Regions from separate parts of the Zea mays genome. Here region 1 is linked to region 2. A link is a contact called in public Hi-C data. All regions are on one chromosome and are shown on one strand. The core of a region is the stretch at or near the end of the contact, and the rest is flanking DNA. Distances in the headings are between cores, read along the strand shown. Region 1 holds the start of LOC100272852 (putative 2-oxoglutarate-dependent dioxygenase AOP1). Region 2 holds the start of LOC109940239.

Region 1 (5,499 bases), core at 1,155-3,654, 140 kb before region 2:
AGTTATCAATTGTAATTGTGATTGTAATGACGCACGCATGCACACCCACGTACTGGGCATCCATGCAGGCAAGCCAAAGCCACCACCCCTGCCGCAAAAAGATGCATGCAGCAGCCTGTAAATTTCTAAGAAAAATCTAGCGACCAAAATGAAACTTGTCGAATTCCTCCCGTGCCGACGACGGCAGAGATCGAAAGCGACATGCATGCATGCAGTGCAAGGCCAGAATTTTTCCAAGAAACACCGCCGCACGTACGGCCGGCGCAAGAACACACACGCCGGCACGTGCGTCGCCGTCCGCGCGGTAAACTTTTGCCGGCGAATTTTCCGGTTCGCGTCCGCTCATCCGCAAACACGCCAGTCCAACTCCGGGAGCCATGTGTGTTGACGATCGAGGCGCATGCGAGGACGTGTATCCTGCCATGTGCGTTGACGAAGGAACGTGCTCCGATCCCTCTCTAGAAATTCGTTGCCTCGCCGATAAGACTAGAGCCCCGTCCAAACTGTCCATCCGATCCCCGTCGTCAACGCACTCACGTGGTGATCGTTGCGTGCAATCGCACAGCATCATGGGGCACCTGCTGCCTACGGCCTACCCATCATCTAGAAGATCTGGCAGATACTTGTTGACCGAAATTTTGAATGGATTGGCCTGGCATAGGCGCCTATATAGGCATGGGCATGCGTGTGCGTGTGATCCATAGACTGATGGGAGAGTGGTGTACCGGTGCGTGGACCTGCTCAGTAGAGAACTGCGGATCAGTAGACCTGATCCGGCCGAGAGATCTTGAGCCCACCTCGTCGTGTGCTCGCGCCTGTAGGCATCGGTGGTGGGGGATTTCGGCGGCACGGATAGCTGCAGAACGACAAGTTTATTGCAGGCCACGATTGGCTCTGGTCAGCCAGTCCACACATCGTGCGAGGAAAAGTCTGCCTGCATTTGCGCCGGCGACTGGACAACGATTGCCTTGCCGACGGGGTACAGTTTCGGCAAGTTCTTTATGGGAATGTAAATATATCTCCGTCGCCTCGTCTCGATTCCTTGGGCTGTTATCTCGGTACTACTTGAGTGCAGATACTGAGACTCTGAGAGACAGAGACTCCTGCCCATTCATTCAAAAAAGAAAAAACTAGTTAAGCATGCAATCACTGTGAGACAACACACTTTATACAGTGTTTTGTCTCTATAAATTACAGTTATAGCAGTCTGAACAACTGACTTTAATCCGAAACGAACAAACATCATGTATATATTGTTCACCATTAACTAATGCTAGGAGTAATTTGGTGCTTACCATATGATTAACACAATCATTAGCTCAAAGTCTTCAGGCTTCCGGGCAGATGAAATGAACCCGAGGAGCGCCCCAGAACATTCAAAAAACCACTCTGGTCATTTTTCCATTCGTCCTCTCCATCGACGTTGTTGCCCCTGCAAGCCAGTGGAAAACAACCCTTTGCAGACCATTTAGGATGTGTTTTATTGCGGGACAGCTTAGAACAGACAGTAGGACAGAAACATTTTCTGACGTCCTTTCTCGTCTCTCTATTTTCGAGAGACAACTAGGGACATTAGTCCTGTTCCAACCATTGACTCTGAATCAAACAAACTTATTTAAGAGATCGTTCTATCTCATTCCGTTCCGTCGTTACAAACAAACACACTCTTAAGTCTTCTTTGGAAGTAAAGGGGAACGAGAGTATTAGAGAGGCTAAACTTTCTTTGCCATTTAACTTTAAAAAACAAGGAGATTTTAGCCTCTCTAGTATCTTTATTTTCCCTTGTTTCTAAACATGTCTTTAGGGCTTTTTTTTGCTAGAATTCACCCAGAAATCGTTACAGACGATCAAACATTATATAAACATGAGCAAGCTTAACACTCTGGCCGATCGTTTTCGTCACGTTGGATGATAAACTTAGTTATGTTGTGCCATCTAAGACCAATTCAATTCGCTGCAAACGACCCGTTTTTTTTTTTAAATTCTTGGCATGCGATGATTCACGCAAAACAATGATATAAAGGGTTGAATCAGTCTTAAGCTTTCGTGCGTGCAAACGTCAGTGGCCGTCAATCTCCTTCAGATGATGCAGCTAACGTCAGTGCTTGTCTGACGGTCTGACCGAACATTCTGGCTGCAACGTTTCGCCGGCCATTAGATAGATCGACAGTCTGTTCGGGTTCTACTTGGGCCAACTTTTCGGCCTGTACGGGCTCTGAAACAGAGAACTCAATGGGCTTCACTCGCCGGGTCCGGTGAAATTATGGGTCTGAAATATGAAGCCCACCTGTCTTCCGCTCGCGGCTCGATTCGAAGTCAACGAACGGCGTCCAACCACCGCGGGTCAGCAAACCAAAAGCAGAGCACGCAGCCCAGCTTCACGAGATTCCGTGACTGCGACGGCGAGGATGGGCGGCGAGGCGAAGAAGCTCCCCAGGATCGACTTCTCCGAGGTGGACCCGTCTGCGCCGGGCGGCCAGGCATGGGGCACGGCGCGCGGCGAGGTGATGGACGCGCTGGCCACCTTCGGCTGCTTCGAGGCGCACTACCCGGCTCTGGCCCCTAGGCTCCGGGCCGAGCTCTTCGAAGGCGCCGTAAGGCCGCTCTTCGCGCTGTCCGCCGACGCCAAGCGCCGCAACTGCTACGGCGCCGATAGGCCGTTCCACGGCTACCTTGGCGACGTCCCGGGGTTCCCTGGCTACGAGAGCCTCGCCATCGTGGACGGCACCAAGGACGAGTCCGTCCGCGGCTTCGCCCGCCTCATGTGGCCCGACGGCGGCGACAACAGCGACAGTTTCTGGTAAGCATAAGAGAACCTCGTCCCTTCTCGCAGATCTTTTTGTTCTTCGCTGGAATGGATAAGAGGTCGAGGCTTTGGTTTGACCCTGTCCTCTGCTGCGGCGGCGCAGCGGTACTGTCGTTGAGGCGGCGCAGCGGATCTTCCAGCTGGAGGAGGCCGTGCGGCGGATGGTGATGGAAGGGCTCGGGGTGGCCAAGCACCACGACGCGCTGAGCGCGTCCATGTGGCACCTGTTCCGGATGTCGGAGTACAAGGCGCCCAACGCCGCGGAGAAGGTGGTCAGGTACGGGGCGCATCAGGACACCAACTGGCTCAGCGTCGTCTGCCAGCACGAGGTGGCCGGGCTGGAGATGCAGAGCAGGGGTGGCGAGTGGATCGTCGTCCAGCCGTCGCCCACGTCGCTGGTTTTCATGGTCGGCAACGAGCTCCGGGTACCAACTCTTGCGGTCGATGCCTCCTAATCTTGTGCTAAAGCACTGCACTAAGTGCCATCAATTGGTTGTGCAAACTGAATGTTCGGTTACACGAACTGTGAATGTTTGAGCGAATACCTAGCCGGGCATTCAGTTTGAGCAGCCATTCAGAACTTAGTTTGCCCCCAATTCATTTTGAAACCACAGGTCTTGCCTGAACTGTTCAACATCAGATAACATCTCGATCCTAAGATTAAAGCCATCCATTTCTACACTGATCCTGTCTTCTGACCTTCCTGCGCTGTGCTTCTCACCTTACTCCAGGCATGGACGAACGACCGTCTATATGCTCCATTCCACCGGATCACCGTCGCTGGGGACGTCCCCAGATACTCCGCGATGCTGTTCTCGGTCCCCAGCTTCCAGGTTCAGGTGGCAGACGAGCTCGTGGACGACGAACACCCTCCCCGTTTCAAGCCCCATGACAACAACGACTTCGTCTGCTTCTGCGTTTCCGAAGAAGGCGCTCTCCATCAAGATAAACTCAAGGCCTTCTGTGGAGTGTAACGAGCAGCAGAACATATCAGCCGTCCGGCATCTGTGTTATTATACTTTTACCTCAGCCTTGCATGCAGCAGAGGCCAGGCCACCCCTGTAGACTAGTACGTACAATTTTTAGAACACGCGTGAGATGATAACTCGTCTGCATTTCTTATATTCTGAACATGAACAACAAAGCATTCTGGTAGCCATGAAAAGAGCACGCGTGAGAAGATAACTCAGCTCCTTGCACTTGCTTTCAACTAGTTTCGACTGGTTGTAACTACTGCTTCCTACCGATTTTCGCTGCTTACAATCTACTCTTCTTTGCTCAGTTGGGTCCTTGATATGATACACTCGTTGGTCTCCAACAACCCCTTTTCATGAATACCACCAGCAGTAACATCAACCAACTTGTAATAGCTTGATTTTTAACTTTGAGTTGAAGGTGGAGGAATAGAAGTTGAAACTAAATTTGAACCTTGTTTAGGTATTTATTTGTTCTTCTTGAGCTTGAGAACTATAGCAAAACCAACCTTAATCTGCTCATTTTTACTGATTCTTCGTTACTGATGAAAGGATCAAGATATCCAACAGATGAGTTGGATTGTGCTTCATTAAATTTTCTTCACACAGTTAACCCTATAATCAAGCCTAACTTTACTCGTTGTGTCTATTTACGTAGACAAAAGTTTTGTAGCCGAAATTTCAATCCTATGTTAACATCACAATTCTATTGACGTAAATGTTTGGAAGTGTGGGTGTTCAAATGTCGGGTCGTGTGGGGAGAAAGTCGGGATGTAGGTCGTTATTTTGATCATGTATTGTATGTGAGATAAAGCTTGTAATATTGATTGTGGACTTTGCTACTCATTTATTGATCCTATATCAAACATAGATTCTTTTGAATTCTATCGGATGGTGGGCTCGATAAACGAACGAATTTGAGTTAATCATCATTTATTTGCCTAATGGTTGGCAAGTAAGATTGTGATTAGATTAAAAGCGGTGTTTCTACACCATGTCATCTTCGTGTCCTACGTTATCTTCGTGGGACCATTACTCGTCATCTCTTCTTCATGTACCCTATATCTCTTCAACTCTAAGCCTACTTTGATGCTATTTAATTCATCAACTCCTCTATTCGTCACTCTTTTCTACCTATTATATTTTTTGGTTCCCTCATTGCTTTTAAGATTAAGAAGGAAAATGTGGTTTCTCGGTCGAGTACAAGGTTGAGTTATGTGCTATGAAACTATGAAAGTATGACTTTTATGATAGCAGAGGTTACTAGGTTGCGATGGTTACTTAAGAATTTTACGTTTTGGTTTTTTATGCCCACTCCTCTTTGTCTTACAATACCAATTGTCGGGGACCATAATTAGGGGTACCCTCAAGGCTCCTAATTCTCAGCTGGTAACCCCCATCGGCATAAACCTGCAAAGGCCTGATGAGTGCGATCAAGTCAGGGATCATCACGCCTCGCCCGAGCCTAGCCTCGGACAAGGGCAGCCGACCCCGGAGGATCTCCGCCTCGCCTGAGGCCTCCCTCCAGCGGCGAACACGCTCTCGGTTCGCCCGAGGCCCTGTCTTCGCCGAGAAGCAACCCCGACCAAATCGCAGGAGCATTTAATGCAAAGGTGGCCTGACACCTTTATCCTGATGCGCGCCCCTCAGCTGACAGAGCCGAAGTGACCGCCATCACTTCGGCTCTCCACTGACCGGTCTGACAGAAAGACAGCGTCG
Region 2 (5,723 bases), core at 2,451-4,950:
AAGGACCAACATGTCTGCATGGTCGTCAACACCTGCTTCTGCGTTGTCCACTAGGCCGCGACCAAAGGCGAGCTCTTGCAACGGTCTCGCGCCATGCGATGCGTGAGCTCGTCCGATGTGTTCTTGCCTCGGCCTCAAACCTATACCCGCGAATCCAAGATCTGATTTGCTACTCAACCCAACGGTATGTAGGGTTGTAAATATTAGCTTCTTGCTCTATGTATCAGATAGAATGGGGTAGGATTCATACAAATTTTTGAGTGGAAGATAAGCTAACACTCGCGTTAGTTGTTTACACTGGAAATGTTTTTTATCAAGGTTATTAAACCTGACACGGTTTAGGGCTAACCTATGTTTGATGTTTTGCAGCAAAAGTGAGGGCTATGATGCATCGTCAATCCAAGGAATATTATCCATAAGCAGTATTGAAAACCCCTTAATATAGAATGAGTGTCCTAAAGGTTTTGATGGCAACTGATAATTTTGGAGCAACTCTGTGTTTTTGTTTCTTTACCCACATAGATTCTAGAATTTGTGTTCAGGACTCCGTGTGGGGAAATGTTAGACTGTAATAGCAAATTTTATCTGCATATTCTTAAGGTTGAATTATGGGTTGGAGAATTTTTTTCAGGCTAAATAATATATTTTCTGCACTTACAGTTAAAAGATTATTACTAACGTTGTGTGCCACCTGTGACTTGTGAACTTCTTTTTCCATTGTCTACAAGTAAAAATGAATTTACGAATGTTGGTCATTTTTTAGCCAATACTAGAAAACATGGGTTGTATCATGCTTAGGACGGAGTAGCAGCAATATCTTGTTAAAAATACCAATAAATTTAGTAAAGGAGCGGAGCAAATTGTAACCTTTATTTGCACTAACACTAAATTCTGTGTTGTTCGATTGCGGGCGCCTCATGTTCTAGTAGTCATACAAAGCCGACCCATTTTCGGAGGCCTTGAGCACTTCCTGTAAAATTCATACAAAGCGCAGCCTTTGGGTCTGCTGGGGAAAGGCGGGCAGCGCCGGGAAGGGGAAGTCATCGGAAGAATCGACTAATCGAGAGGCACGACGTCTTCTATCACTATCCTTGACCATTCTACTCCAAAGATGCTATTGGCAAAAATTAAATTGATAGATGATTATGATTTAATACGTGCACCAGTAATTGTGAATTTCCAAAACATACACTTTGGCCCTTGCAGCACCACTGATGAGGGAGCGGTACATGCACCAGTAATTGTGAATTTCCAGAACATACACTTTGGCCTTTGCAGCACCACTGATGAGGGAGCGGTAATGAGTAGCAAGAATTTAAGATGAGCAGCTAGCTGAACAGAGCATAACAGGAAACCAAGGGTGTCAAGAGTTCAAGCCCTGGCGGCGCACGGCAGCTCCGGCGTGACGACCACGCTGTATATGTGCGCCATCATACGTCGCTCGAAGTCGGCGGCGCCGCCGCCCCGCCGGCTCGCGCGCCCGCTCCCCCGGCGCGCCAGCGGCACCCGCCTGTCCCACAGCCCGGCCTCGGCGCCGCTGCGCGACCGGGCCAGCGCGGCGCAGGGCCGCACGGCGCCGCCGGACCCGCCCAGCGCCACCATGGCGTCGACGTACGCGTCGCGGAGCCGCGCGAGCAGGAGCCCCGGCGCCGCCAGCAACGCCGCGGCGCGGCGCGCCACCCTGCTGGCCTTCCACGACGACGTCGTCGTCGACGCGGCGGAAGCGGATCCCGCTGCTGCCCTGCCGCTGCCGGCACCCAAGCGGGCCACCCTGAGGCGCCGCGACGGCGAGCGCAGGCGCAGGTAGCTCCTCCGCGCCCAGTACGTCTGGATGCTGTGGCGCGGCTGCGACACGAGGCTGGCCATGGCCTGCGTGCGGTGCAGGGCGGACGGACTAGGGATCGACAGCTGCTGGCGCGCAGGTGGTGGTGTCGACGGACGGGGCTGTGGACAGGTGCCGCGCGGCGAGGTGTAGGTGGGGCTGGCGGATGGATGGTTATATACTATGTACTGTACTGCCATCGTAGGGCAGCTTGGGAAGCTCAGCTGATCTGTGGCTGGAAATGGAGGTGCCAGGTCAATGTGTGTTCACGCGATGTGATATCTGGCTACGTGAACGTGACCGCGAGGCTTGAGTTCTTTCTTGCCGGCGGGCGCTACGCTGGAGTCGCCCGCGTTGAAAAGGTCCTGCTCGGCGGGTCGTGGTTCTTTCTTTGGAGCCGCCAAACCTTCACTGTTTCTTCGCTCAGCAAGGTCCGTGTCGGCGGACAAACTGACGGACAGAATCGCCCGTGGGGCCCTTCCGTCAGTTACTCAGTTCGGAAAGGAAGCTGGAAGCCAAACCAAGGAGAGGGAGGGGGCGAGGACCGTGCCGAACAGGATTCGACTGGGCTCCGAGTTTTTGCTGACAAAACTGCTTATGGGCTCACCCTCACGGGAGATTTTCAAAGTACTTGGGCCGGCCGAGGACGATGGATCCCGCGCAGTCGAATCCTATCCAGGCCTCGTGGGTCTACTTTACGTCTACGAATTTTTGGTCATATATGCTGACATACGTAGCTTGTAGCTTAGGCAGATATTTTAAGAAATCTACAGATCTAAGTACTATTTCATGATCTTTATCGCGTGTATCGTGTGGATCGGCGATCATTAGGGAGATTTGTATTTGATTTTATTGCTTGTACCCTGATCAGCTCATACGTGCCTCACCGAGCTCACCCTGACCTCGTCGGTGTGGCTCCCTCCTCTTCTTCTTGTCGCAGTCTTGTACTACTGAAAGCTCGTTGTACTACTGGCGCTCGCTGAGTTCAGCTCAGACAACGGTACTACACAGACACAGCCCAAAGCAGGTCGTACGTCCAACCCGAGCCGAGCGATCGTTCTCCATTTTGTTTTCGTGCATTTCCACGCTGTTCTGCTTTTCCACGAAAGCAACAGGCCAAGTAACATCACCAGAGGATTTCAAATTGGCCTCGGCCATCAGCGTCCATCGCTCACAAAATTTGCTCATGTGCAAGCAAGTAGTAGTAGTAGTGGTGTATGGGCAAATTACTTCCATCAACACAAAAGTTGCCGGCAAGAATTCATGAGATACTGAGACAATAAAACCTATAGTGTACATATTGCGTTTTCCAATTTCCACATTTGTCGCTTTTTTTTTCTTACAACCTCCGATCTCCACAGTTGCCCGCGGCGCGTCAGAGCGAGAAGCAGCCCGTGCCGGGGCGCACCGCCGCGAGGACAGAGGACGGCGGCGCCACCAAGTCCGGCGCGGCGGCCGAGACCGAGACGCTGTCGAACCTCCTGGGCGCGGGCGGGCGGGGCAGGTTCTCGGGCACGACGTTCTCCAGCGAGTTGGCGCGCCACGGCGGGCACTGCCTGCGCTCGCTCCACCGCGCCGGCGCCGGCGCCTTGGTGCGCGCGGCGCCCATGGCGTCGGTCCACGCGGCGACGGATGCCCCGTCCCGCGCCAGCGCTATGTCGCCGCCGCCCGCCATCCCCATCGCCGCGCACGCCGCGGCTGCCACGCACGCCCCGCGCAGCGCGTGCGACGCCGACACGCCTGCTGCCGGCGCCTGCGTCCTGCGAGCGCCTGCAGCGGCTTGTTCGGGCGGAGCGGGAGGCCCGAGGCGGCAGCAGGAGCTGATGATGGTGGCGGCGGTGGAGGAGGGAGCCGCCATTTACTAGTGAGAAGCTTCGGTGGACTGGACAGAGGCACGGGAAGTCATTATTTATACGGTGTTCCCGTGGACGGTCGCTGTTTGGCGAACAGATCAGAGCCGTCGATTCCGACTTGGACGATGGACAGTAGCGGTAGCGGCGATAGCTCATTTCGCGTGCTGTGGTTGCGTATCTAGGAAAGGTCCATGGTGGAAAGGGAAAGCAGGAACGTCTGGAGCGCGGGGCCCCCTTGGTAAGATATTTAATCTATATAGACAAACCAATGTTCAAAAGGTAAAATCTGTTTCAAATTAAAACCAAGTAAACAGCGGTAGAAGCAAGGTAACAACAGCTTTTGGCCTCGTGCCGTGTGGCTTTTTGGCGTTGATGTCGGAGGAGCTATACGAGACAGGGACAACATGCGATGAAAGAAAACCCAAGGGAACTACAACAGAATCGTGCTTATATATCCTACTGTTTCCGTTCGCTTCGAACTACAATATACAGAACAAATATAACAAATTCAGCTGCGGAATAGTCAGCCCTAGCACGACCTCTGCCTACTCGCCTAGAGGGTGAAGCAGTCGTCCATGCCGGATCGCAGCGCCAGGAACGGCGACGGCGCCACCGCCTGAGGCCCGAGCGCGGGGGCCTTCCGCGGCGCCCGCTTGACGGTGCTGAACCTCCGGCGCGCCGACGGGCGGGGCAGGTTCTCCGGCACGACGTTCTCCAGCGAGTTGGCGCGCCACGGCGGGCACTCCCGGCGGTCGCTCCACCGCGGGGCCGCCGCGACGGAGGCGTCGCGCGGCGGCGCCGACGCGGCCACGCCGCCGCCGCCGCCTCCCGCCGTCCCGAACACGACGCACGCCGCCGCGCCCGCCACGCACGCCCGCCGCAGCCCGTCCGCCCTGCAGATATAACGGTGAAACGGTCACGGCGGTCGGATCTCTTGCGGGACGACGTCTGGCCATCGCCGCCGGGCTTGCCGGACATGGCGCGGCCGATCTGGGGCGAGCGAGACGTCGTAGCAACTTACCACGGCGTCGGCGACGGCTGCCTCAGGCGAGCGGAAGCTTCTCTGACGGGAGCTGGAGGTCCGAGGGAGCAGCTGATGGAGGGGACCGCCATGAACGCTCGATTCCCAAGAGCTTCTGGATTCGTGCTCGGCGGGCGGCGCGTGATCGACGGTGGGCGGCTCATTCGTGCACGCGGGAGCCACGTAAATAGGCGTTCCCCGTAGAAGCGGCGGGCGTCTGGTGAATAGAACAGAGGTGGCTGGTCAGATCACGGCGGTTGATTCCGACTTTGACGCTGGATTTTAGCGCCGGGAACGTGTACTTCTCTCGTTTACTGACTTGGCGTGTGAAACTACCGGTGGCGTGTGCCATAGTTCGGCAGGCACGTCGGGAGCGCGGGCCCAACCAACTGGCTTGGATATTTGTACCGCAGATCTGTAGACAGTCAATTGCACTAACACAATGGGTCTACCCAAACACGCACAAAAAATCACGGTCTGCTATACATTCATATCATGATTTGAAAACATTGTTTGTCATTGGCTCATTGCTTTACATTCACATGCAGTTTCTGCTATAAATGGACTTTATGTTGCACTTGGATCACCAAAGCTACCTGGATGGTCTGCTAGTGGTGGAGATCCCTGTGGTGAGAGCTGGCAGGGTGTCACATTCACCGGCTCAAGTATAACCTCAATGTACGCCAGTTATTCAATATGTTACCTTTTGCCAATAAGACTTTTTCATTTTGTGCTTTTATCAACTAATTGTTTGCAGAATTTCCAATGCTGCAAATTTGGGTGGACAGCTAGGCAGCCTGGGGAACTTCACTTCAATAACTGAAATGTAAGGGCACGATCTTCACAATTTTCTTTGCCAATGGTAATGGCAGTTTTTTGAGAAAAAATGGTAATGGCTGTACCAATTCTATTGTACTGTTTAAACAGGTGAACAGAGGATACTTTATATACTGGTATAAGTGTTACTTGTATCTCAATATGCCATCAAGCTTTGTGATTGTCTGCTTTCTTGCCATTGTAGAAATCT

What was found. A called contact is a pair of places that touch in the nucleus more often than the background predicts.
Region 1: a contact with region 2 is called in a Hi-C map of leaf, with 9 times the contacts expected there. The contact joins the promoter of LOC100272852 here to the promoter of LOC109940239 in region 2. A contact is called at or near these places in 11 of 25 Hi-C or Micro-C datasets (bundle sheath, ear, leaf and 4 more) and 2 of 3 datasets of contacts at active chromatin or transcription factors (leaf and seedling).

Annotation. Positions count from the first base shown.
Region 1 is chr6:177,418,805-177,424,303 of Zm-B73-REFERENCE-NAM-5.0, reverse strand. It overlaps LOC100272852 (putative 2-oxoglutarate-dependent dioxygenase AOP1), which reads left to right and starts at 2,404. Exons shown (of 3, transcript NM_001147305.1): 1 at 2,404-2,800; 2 at 2,910-3,231; 3 at 3,538-3,989. The coding sequence starts at 2,409. The coding sequence ends at 3,780. It overlaps LOC103630767, which reads left to right. Exons shown (of 1, transcript NM_001149374.2): 1 at 1-155.
Region 2 is chr6:177,283,780-177,289,502 of Zm-B73-REFERENCE-NAM-5.0, reverse strand. LOC109940239 reads right to left here and starts at 3,700. Exons shown (of 1, transcript XM_020539665.2): 1 at 2,997-3,700. The coding sequence starts at 3,680. The coding sequence ends at 3,198. It overlaps LOC100275322, which reads right to left and starts at 5,264. Exons shown (of 2, transcript NM_001149426.2): 1 at 4,697-5,264; 2 at 4,064-4,568. The coding sequence starts at 4,860. The coding sequence ends at 4,229.